Linked DNA regions of Sus scrofa: region 2 is linked to region 1. Evidence: chromatin contacts called from public HiChIP or PLAC-seq data. All regions are on one chromosome and are shown on one strand. The core of a region is the stretch at or near the end of the contact, and the rest is flanking DNA. Distances in the headings are between cores, read along the strand shown. Region 1 overlaps MAPKAP1 (target of rapamycin complex 2 subunit MAPKAP1). Region 2 overlaps PBX3 (pre-B-cell leukemia transcription factor 3).

Evidence for each region. HiChIP or PLAC-seq counts read pairs in DNA pulled down with a chosen protein or histone mark.
Region 2: an H3K27ac HiChIP or PLAC-seq map of alveolar macrophages shows a contact between it and region 1. The contact joins two enhancer-like sites. A contact is called at or near these places in 1 of 47 Hi-C or Micro-C datasets (embryonic fibroblasts) and 1 of 2 datasets of contacts at active chromatin or transcription factors (alveolar macrophages).

The regions. Positions count from the first base shown.
Region 1 is chr1:266,258,012-266,261,434 of Sscrofa11.1, reverse strand. All of the region lies in intron 4 of MAPKAP1 (target of rapamycin complex 2 subunit MAPKAP1), which reads left to right. Among named protein-coding and RNA genes, the nearest start is that of MAPKAP1, 87 kb to the left of the region's middle. Within about 2 kb of position 1,769, at least 2 of the 83 cell types and tissues checked have an H3K27ac peak or open chromatin away from gene starts, as enhancers often do. A contact at or near this core is called in alveolar macrophages, where this site is marked.
Region 2 is chr1:266,540,775-266,544,197 of Sscrofa11.1, reverse strand. The region is part of intron 2 of PBX3 (pre-B-cell leukemia transcription factor 3); the gene reads right to left. Among named protein-coding and RNA genes, the nearest start is that of PBX3, 160 kb to the right of the region's middle. Within about 2 kb of position 1,532, at least 4 of the 83 cell types and tissues checked have an H3K27ac peak or open chromatin away from gene starts, as enhancers often do. A contact at or near this core is called in alveolar macrophages, where this site is marked.

The DNA.
Region 1 (3,423 bases), core at 520-3,019:
TTTGCATCCTTGTTTGCAGTGGCCTGTAATGTTACTATCATACTCTCAGGTATTGATATCTAGGTTTGGTAGCTTCTTAATGTGATTTAGGAATTGTTTTTTTGTACTGTTGAATAGTATGGGTAATAAGAGCACTATCTATATTTTGAATGTTTGGTAGAACTTGTTAATAAAACTAATTGTCACAGGTTGGGTTTCTCTGGGCAACAGACTCTGAAATGGAGATGAGCATGCAGCCAATTTGTCAGAGAGTGCTTTCTAAATCATCATCTGCTGGGAGAAGAGAAGGGAGCAGGATTGGGTAGAAGGAGATGTTGGGCAGTAGTACTTACACCGTGGAGCATTCTGAAGCTAAGATGGCCCTTCGGAGGTGTCCCGGGTGGGGGCAAGGGGGCCAGGCCTTAATATTTCTGCATTCACCATGCCAGTCTTCCCCTACCCTTCGTGCTGCTTATGTTTACTTGATCCATGTAAGTAAATACAAATTTACTGGGATGGCTCCTCCATCCCTCTGGTGGGTTTCTGGGTTTTTGGAAAACTTAAATAAGGAAAGTTCATAGAATAAACCGCAGTCCCCATTGCTGCAGCTAGTCTTGAGGCCAGAACTGATACTCCTCTCCCTCTTCCAGTATTCGTTCCTGTCCCTTCAGTCTCAGTTAGTGTCTTCTCTAGTCTAGGTGGCTTTTAGGGTATGATGGCCCAGACCCTTATCCCTGAGTTACTGGCTACTTTTCAAAGGCTTTGGCTGCTTCATTGGTCTGTTTACCACCAAAACTGGGCAAAAGTAACAAAATATGCCCACATGGATTTACTGGCCAGACCTATTCCTTCTTGCCGCCATTGGGTAACAGCAGCCCTGCCGTCTCCTGACGAGAGTCAATTCCTCCTTTCAGGGTGGTGATTTTTCTTCTTGCCTGATATCCCTTGACATGAGGAGCCTGACCAGCAAACATAGTTTAACCTTTAGTGGGACTTTTGCTGTGTGTCTCCTGTGTCCCTTGGTAGAAGTGTTTTGCATATGCGAGCCAGGTTCTCTAAATCCACAGAGCCGCAACTTCTAGGGATAGGAAGCATAAATTCCCAAGTGGGTCCCTGGAAGTAATGGTTAATGGAGCCACTGTTGCTTCCTCTTCTTGGTTCCTAAAACCGTGTGTCTTACCTACCGAGGACGTAATACCATATAATGATTGTTGATATTTTGTATATGTATTGTGTCCTAGAGATGGCATCCTAGCCTCACAGGGTGTCACCTCTGAGCTAGTGCCTTATTTGTACCTTGTTCTATCACTGTTAGACTGAAAGCTTTTGAGTAGTACGGTGTGTGATATAACCAAACAATCCTATGGTTATATGCTAATACCACATATCCTTTGCTATAAAGTGGGTTTCTCAGTCTGGTCCCATGTTATGTGGGCTGCCATTTTGGTGGATTAAACACTCTCCTGGCTGAAGCCTTCCTGGCAGGAAAGGTAAATCCATACCTGAACATGTGTGACCTCTGCCAAAGCCACCTCAGAGTAGAAGAAGTCTAGTACATTCAACTTGCAGCAAATAACTGTTTGGTCTCCTTAAAGGGTGATGGTCTACTGGGACCTCAGTATTGTTCTCTGTTGCTGTCGGGTTGGATATTTGACCGTGGACGGTAACAATATCAGCCTTGGTGAATGGGAGATCATGCTTTTGGGTCCACATATAGCCCCGGTCTTTGTTGTCATGGCTACTCTGCTCATGTGTGTATTGTGCCAGCACTGGGGAGGCCAGTCACAAAGACTAGCTGAAGATAGAAGTCTGTTTTGCAATTCCCCGGGACAGTGATTCACTAGGACTCACAGGAGTCAGCATATAAATTGTGCTCATGTTTTTAAAGTGTACAAAGCATGATCAACAAAGGGAAAAGTATAATGGGCAAAGCCTAGGGATAACCAGGTACACACTTCTAAGAGTCCTCTTCCAGTGGCATCACAGTGGACATGCTTACTCCCCTAGCAACAAGGTGTGTCAACGTGGGTAAAAATATCTGCTGTGGAGGCTTATTAGAAACTCAGTGCCCAGGGTTTCTGTTGGAGGCTCTTCACCTGTACACCCTCTGCCTAGCGTGTACCAAATTCCAGAGTCCTGGAAGGAAGGCAGATGTTCAGTGTAAACCACATCGTTTGCGCAGTTTAGACACACTGAGCTACTCTTTATCAGGGTAATAAGAACTCTCCTAAGGCCCATGTTCCCAGGAGTCTACGGATTTTAACTTCCTGACACATCTCCTTCCACACAAAGGAGACGAGCAAATGCTTTGTCCAAACTCTAGCTATTGGGGAGTTCCCTTGTGGTACAGTGGATTGAGGATCTGGCATTGTCACTGCAGTGGCTTGGGTTACTGCTGTGGTGTGGGTTCAGTTCCTAGTCTAGGAAGTTCCACATTCTGTGGGTGTGGCCAAAACAAACAAAGTCTGGCTACTGGGAAGACTTTGTATCACTGTTATCTTTCGAAGCCACACCTGAGTGGGGCTGTATTGTAGCCATGGTCCATTTTCAGCTTCAACAGTGTCCAGCATTTTTGAACTGTTGGCATTCCTCTTTCTCAGTACATGATTGCTTGACTAAATGACCTTAGGTCTTTTTCCAGAAGATCATTACAATGTTTACTTGCTCTGGTGGTATAGGTCCTTCTTCTTTTAGCTTTATCTCGTAATCTCATATTTTTTTTTTTTGGTATATTTGCCTGTAGATATTTCTCATTTCTCATATTACTTTTCTGAATTATTTATGAGTGTTCCTGAATTTCCAAACCCAGAAGGTTTTTCTAACTTTTCTTTTTGATGATTGATTTGAACTTGTTTTGTGGTTGGAGATGGTCTGCTGATACCAGTTACTTGAGATCTGTTGAGCATGATTTTATGCCCACTAATGTAAGTCACTTTTTTTTGTTTTGTTTTGTTTTTGTTTTTGTTTTGCTGTACTTGCAGCTCATGGACGTTCCCAGGCTAGGGGTCTAATCAGAGCTATAGCTGCTGGCCTACGCCACAGCCACAGCAACACCAGATCTGAGCTGCATCTGTGACCTACACCACAGCTCACAGCAACACCAGATCCTCAACCCTCAACCCAGGGATCAAACCTCAACCTCGTGGTTCCCAGTGGGATTCGTTTCTGCTGTGCCACGATGGGAACTCCACTTTTTTTTTTTTTAACAGCTGCGCATGAGGCATATGGAAGTTCCCCGGCTAGGGGTCAAATTGGATCTGCAGCTGCCAGCCTATGCCACAACCACAGCAACACGAGATCTGAGCTGCATCTGCTACCTGCGCTGCAGCTGTAGCAACGCTGGATCCTTAAGCCTCTGAGCAAGGACAGGCATTGAACCCACATCCTCATGGATACTAGTTGGGTTGTTAACCCACTGAGCCACAATGGGAACTCCTGTAAGTC
Region 2 (3,423 bases), core at 283-2,782, 280 kb before region 1:
CGTTCATCTGCCTGCATCTCTCTTAAGGAATTTACGTTTTCCATAAGTACTGTAGATGTTTCAGTCAGATGAACTTCAAAAAGGATATTTGTGCTTCTCATAGTCATATCACATCCATCACACTATTCCATTAAAAACCATGTAAGTGTCTGAAAAGCACGACCACCCACATGGCATCCAGAGGACAATGGCAGAGAAGCTTAAAAGCATCTTCCAAGCAGCAAATCACACCAACAAGACCTCTGTGTTAATAATGCATTCATTTACTTATAAATAATCAAAAAGGCATATTCTTAAAAACAGGTTACAAAGAAGTGGCTGGTTTGGCTAATAAAATAAAACATTCTGGCACAAATTTATTGATAATTTTCTCACAAACCATCTATTTTCTAGTGACCTATAAATAAAAGCTTAAGTTAAAAAAAATCTATCTATATATCATTAACTCTTTAAGCAAATAACCTACGGCAAGGATATCCTGACATTTTTCATAAACACTTGACTTACCACAGCATAGTCTAGATTTTGAAGTCATAGAGATTTAATCCCCCTCTGATAAGAAATTAATATGAATCAGATTCACCACAAAGATACATCAAAATCAAGGTGGACTGAAAATTAGCGCAATTAAATGTAGCCTTGCTCATCACAATGATTAAAAACATTTCCTCTCCACAGATAAAATTTTTTTTTCTAGTTTAGGGGTACTGGGGGGGCATAAAGAGTAAGATGGGGCATATACAAATGGCACATAAACAATTAATTAGGAAAGCCAATTTAAGGGGAATGAGCATTAAGATCCTTTTGAAAAGCACCATATCATAATTATAATCAGTTTTTCCCCCAGTTACTTAGGGGGCAATGTGTAAATGTACATTTTCCCCCATTGGCTACTTACAAGAAAAAAAAAAAGTTCATTATTCAACCCACTTTTCTGAAGAGGAAACATATATGCATTAATATAAACATGATTGTAGATTTATATTAACAGTTTACAGATTTCAAAATTGCCTAAAGAAACCTGATTTTGAACTGGGTGTTTTAGGTGGTAAACCATGGAAATGTCAACTTTGATTTGAGCTAACAAAAAGGAATTTAGAGGATGGATAAGCTCCAGGACCTTTGAATTAAATGAAAGACCAGAACACTCCACAGAATGTCTGCAATAACAGTCTCTACAGAAAATTATGAGGAACTACATAAATCCACCCTCTTCCTCTTCACACAGGCTCATTAAAGCTGTACTGACTCTCTGGGCAGCTATAATTCTGCTGACTGATACCCTGGAATCACCCTGTCAATACCCAGTGGTGTGCTGCCTCTCCAACTATCTCTGCCCCTAATATTCCTCTCTTTGATGGGATTTGCTGACCTTTAATCTGATGCTAGTTTACTCTCATCACTGAAGTGTAAGTCGGAGAGCAATAAAACGGCAACCTCACTGATTCAAAAGGGAGAGCTAAAGCCTGCTAACTGTGAATCTAACCTTTCGTAATGGCTCGCTCTTAAAGGAGGAAGCATGAAGTGGAAGGCAGCTAAAACAAACAATGTGTAATGCTGAGCACAAGATTTATTAGAATCCCTTTTGCATGGGTATTACAAGAGGACATCAGGGCTGTAAACAAAAGAGACACAAATACTTGCAAGAGAGACCAGAGTCCTGGTCAGAATACCCTTCCATGCCAATACAAATCTCAAGAGCTGTGCTATAGGAAATCAAACAAGGTTGAATGAACGAAAAAACCTGGATGACTCCAGGTGGATGTAAACAACTCTGGAGTAATAAAAATCATCATTAAAAATAAGACGTTTTTCTGTGATGAGGTACGAGACTATAATGACTGAAAACCAAAAACTCACTTTCATAATGGGTCCTGGGGAATTCAGAGCTTGTGGAAATTAAATGCTTCCAAATAGTTTTCAGTGTAGTATTAAAGGTAGGTTAATAAGACCCCATGTTTATCGAGTGTTTCCTATGTGCCAGAGCCAGCTCAAAGTGCTTTGCCTATATTAACTCATTTAATCATCTTAACAATCCAAAGAGGTAAGTACTATTATTATGCCCACTTTCATTATTATGAAACTGAGGCCATGCTCACAGTCACACAGCTAATGGTGAAAGAACCAGGATTTTACCCTTGATAACTCTCCTACTCTTCACCACCTCTTGTACATACTGTGTTAACAACCTCAAAAGGTAGATTAACTGCCGAAAAGGAACATTCATTTTTATTTTATTTTTGTATTTTCAAGAGTTGGTTGTGGGTCATTTAAAAAATTCCTCACTACAAGACTCAGTTCATTTATGAATTATCATTCTTTATAAATGCAGCTTGATATGAGACAAATGATTTTGAAGAGATAAAAATATTTTATGAATAACACTGTATTCCATAACTTTATTGTATTTCACCGAATTCATCTCTTAAAGATTAATACCAGGTATATTTTCCAAAAACGTTCACAATTCAGAAGAAGTGAGCAACCCTTAATTCAAAAATTGAAATAATGAAGTTTGAATATTTGACCTTTTCAAATTGTATTTATGCAAAACCCAAATATATTATTCTATTTCATGTTTTCAAATGGCAGCAAATTCTGGCCTTTCAAATGATTTGAAAGTGGCATCCAGTTTTTTATGACTGATCTCTTAAGGTTTCAACTATTTGGCCAAAATCTTGAAGGGCCATAGACTGAATCACAATTATATATAGATTAGTGTAGTATCAACTAGTGGTGCTAATTGAATAAGGCCACTTTTCACCTGCTTGCACAAAGACAGGGGTGTCTTCTATTATAAATTAATCTGGTAAACAAATGCAAAAAAAGGATCTTTCAGCTTGCAAAACACATGAATCTATATAAAATATACACTAAATGCCAGAGCGTAAACAAAGCGGAAGTTATTGTATAACAAATCTCTTCCAATCCTCTTGGGGAAAACAGAGTCTGACAGTATTAGGTTCTAACAGGTGCAGATAGCAGAAGAATTACTTATTCATTCTACCAGAAAGAAAAAGGATAATAAAAAGCATAATTTAATTTATAATTTATGTTTACAAGTGTTATTTTTAAGAGTTACAGTCTGCGTTGCAGATTACTTGGTCTGGTTCGAGTTGACATGTTGCATCATAGAACAAGCCTGAAGGGTCTTCACAACATGTACAGTAATTAACACGTCATTAACACATTAACTAATACACATTCAACATCATCAATGTTAATAGCATAATAATTAACTTATTGTACATAACACATAGCACCCCCTGGCACTTTTCAAAATAAATCTGGAAATGCATACTTTCAACCATCTTAAAAGGTAGCTGATCATATTGAAATATTTTCAACAATAAACATTTTTATAGTTGTGTGTGTGTGTTGTGCATGTATTTTTTAAAATAAGGCATATTTAGCGACTCTAGA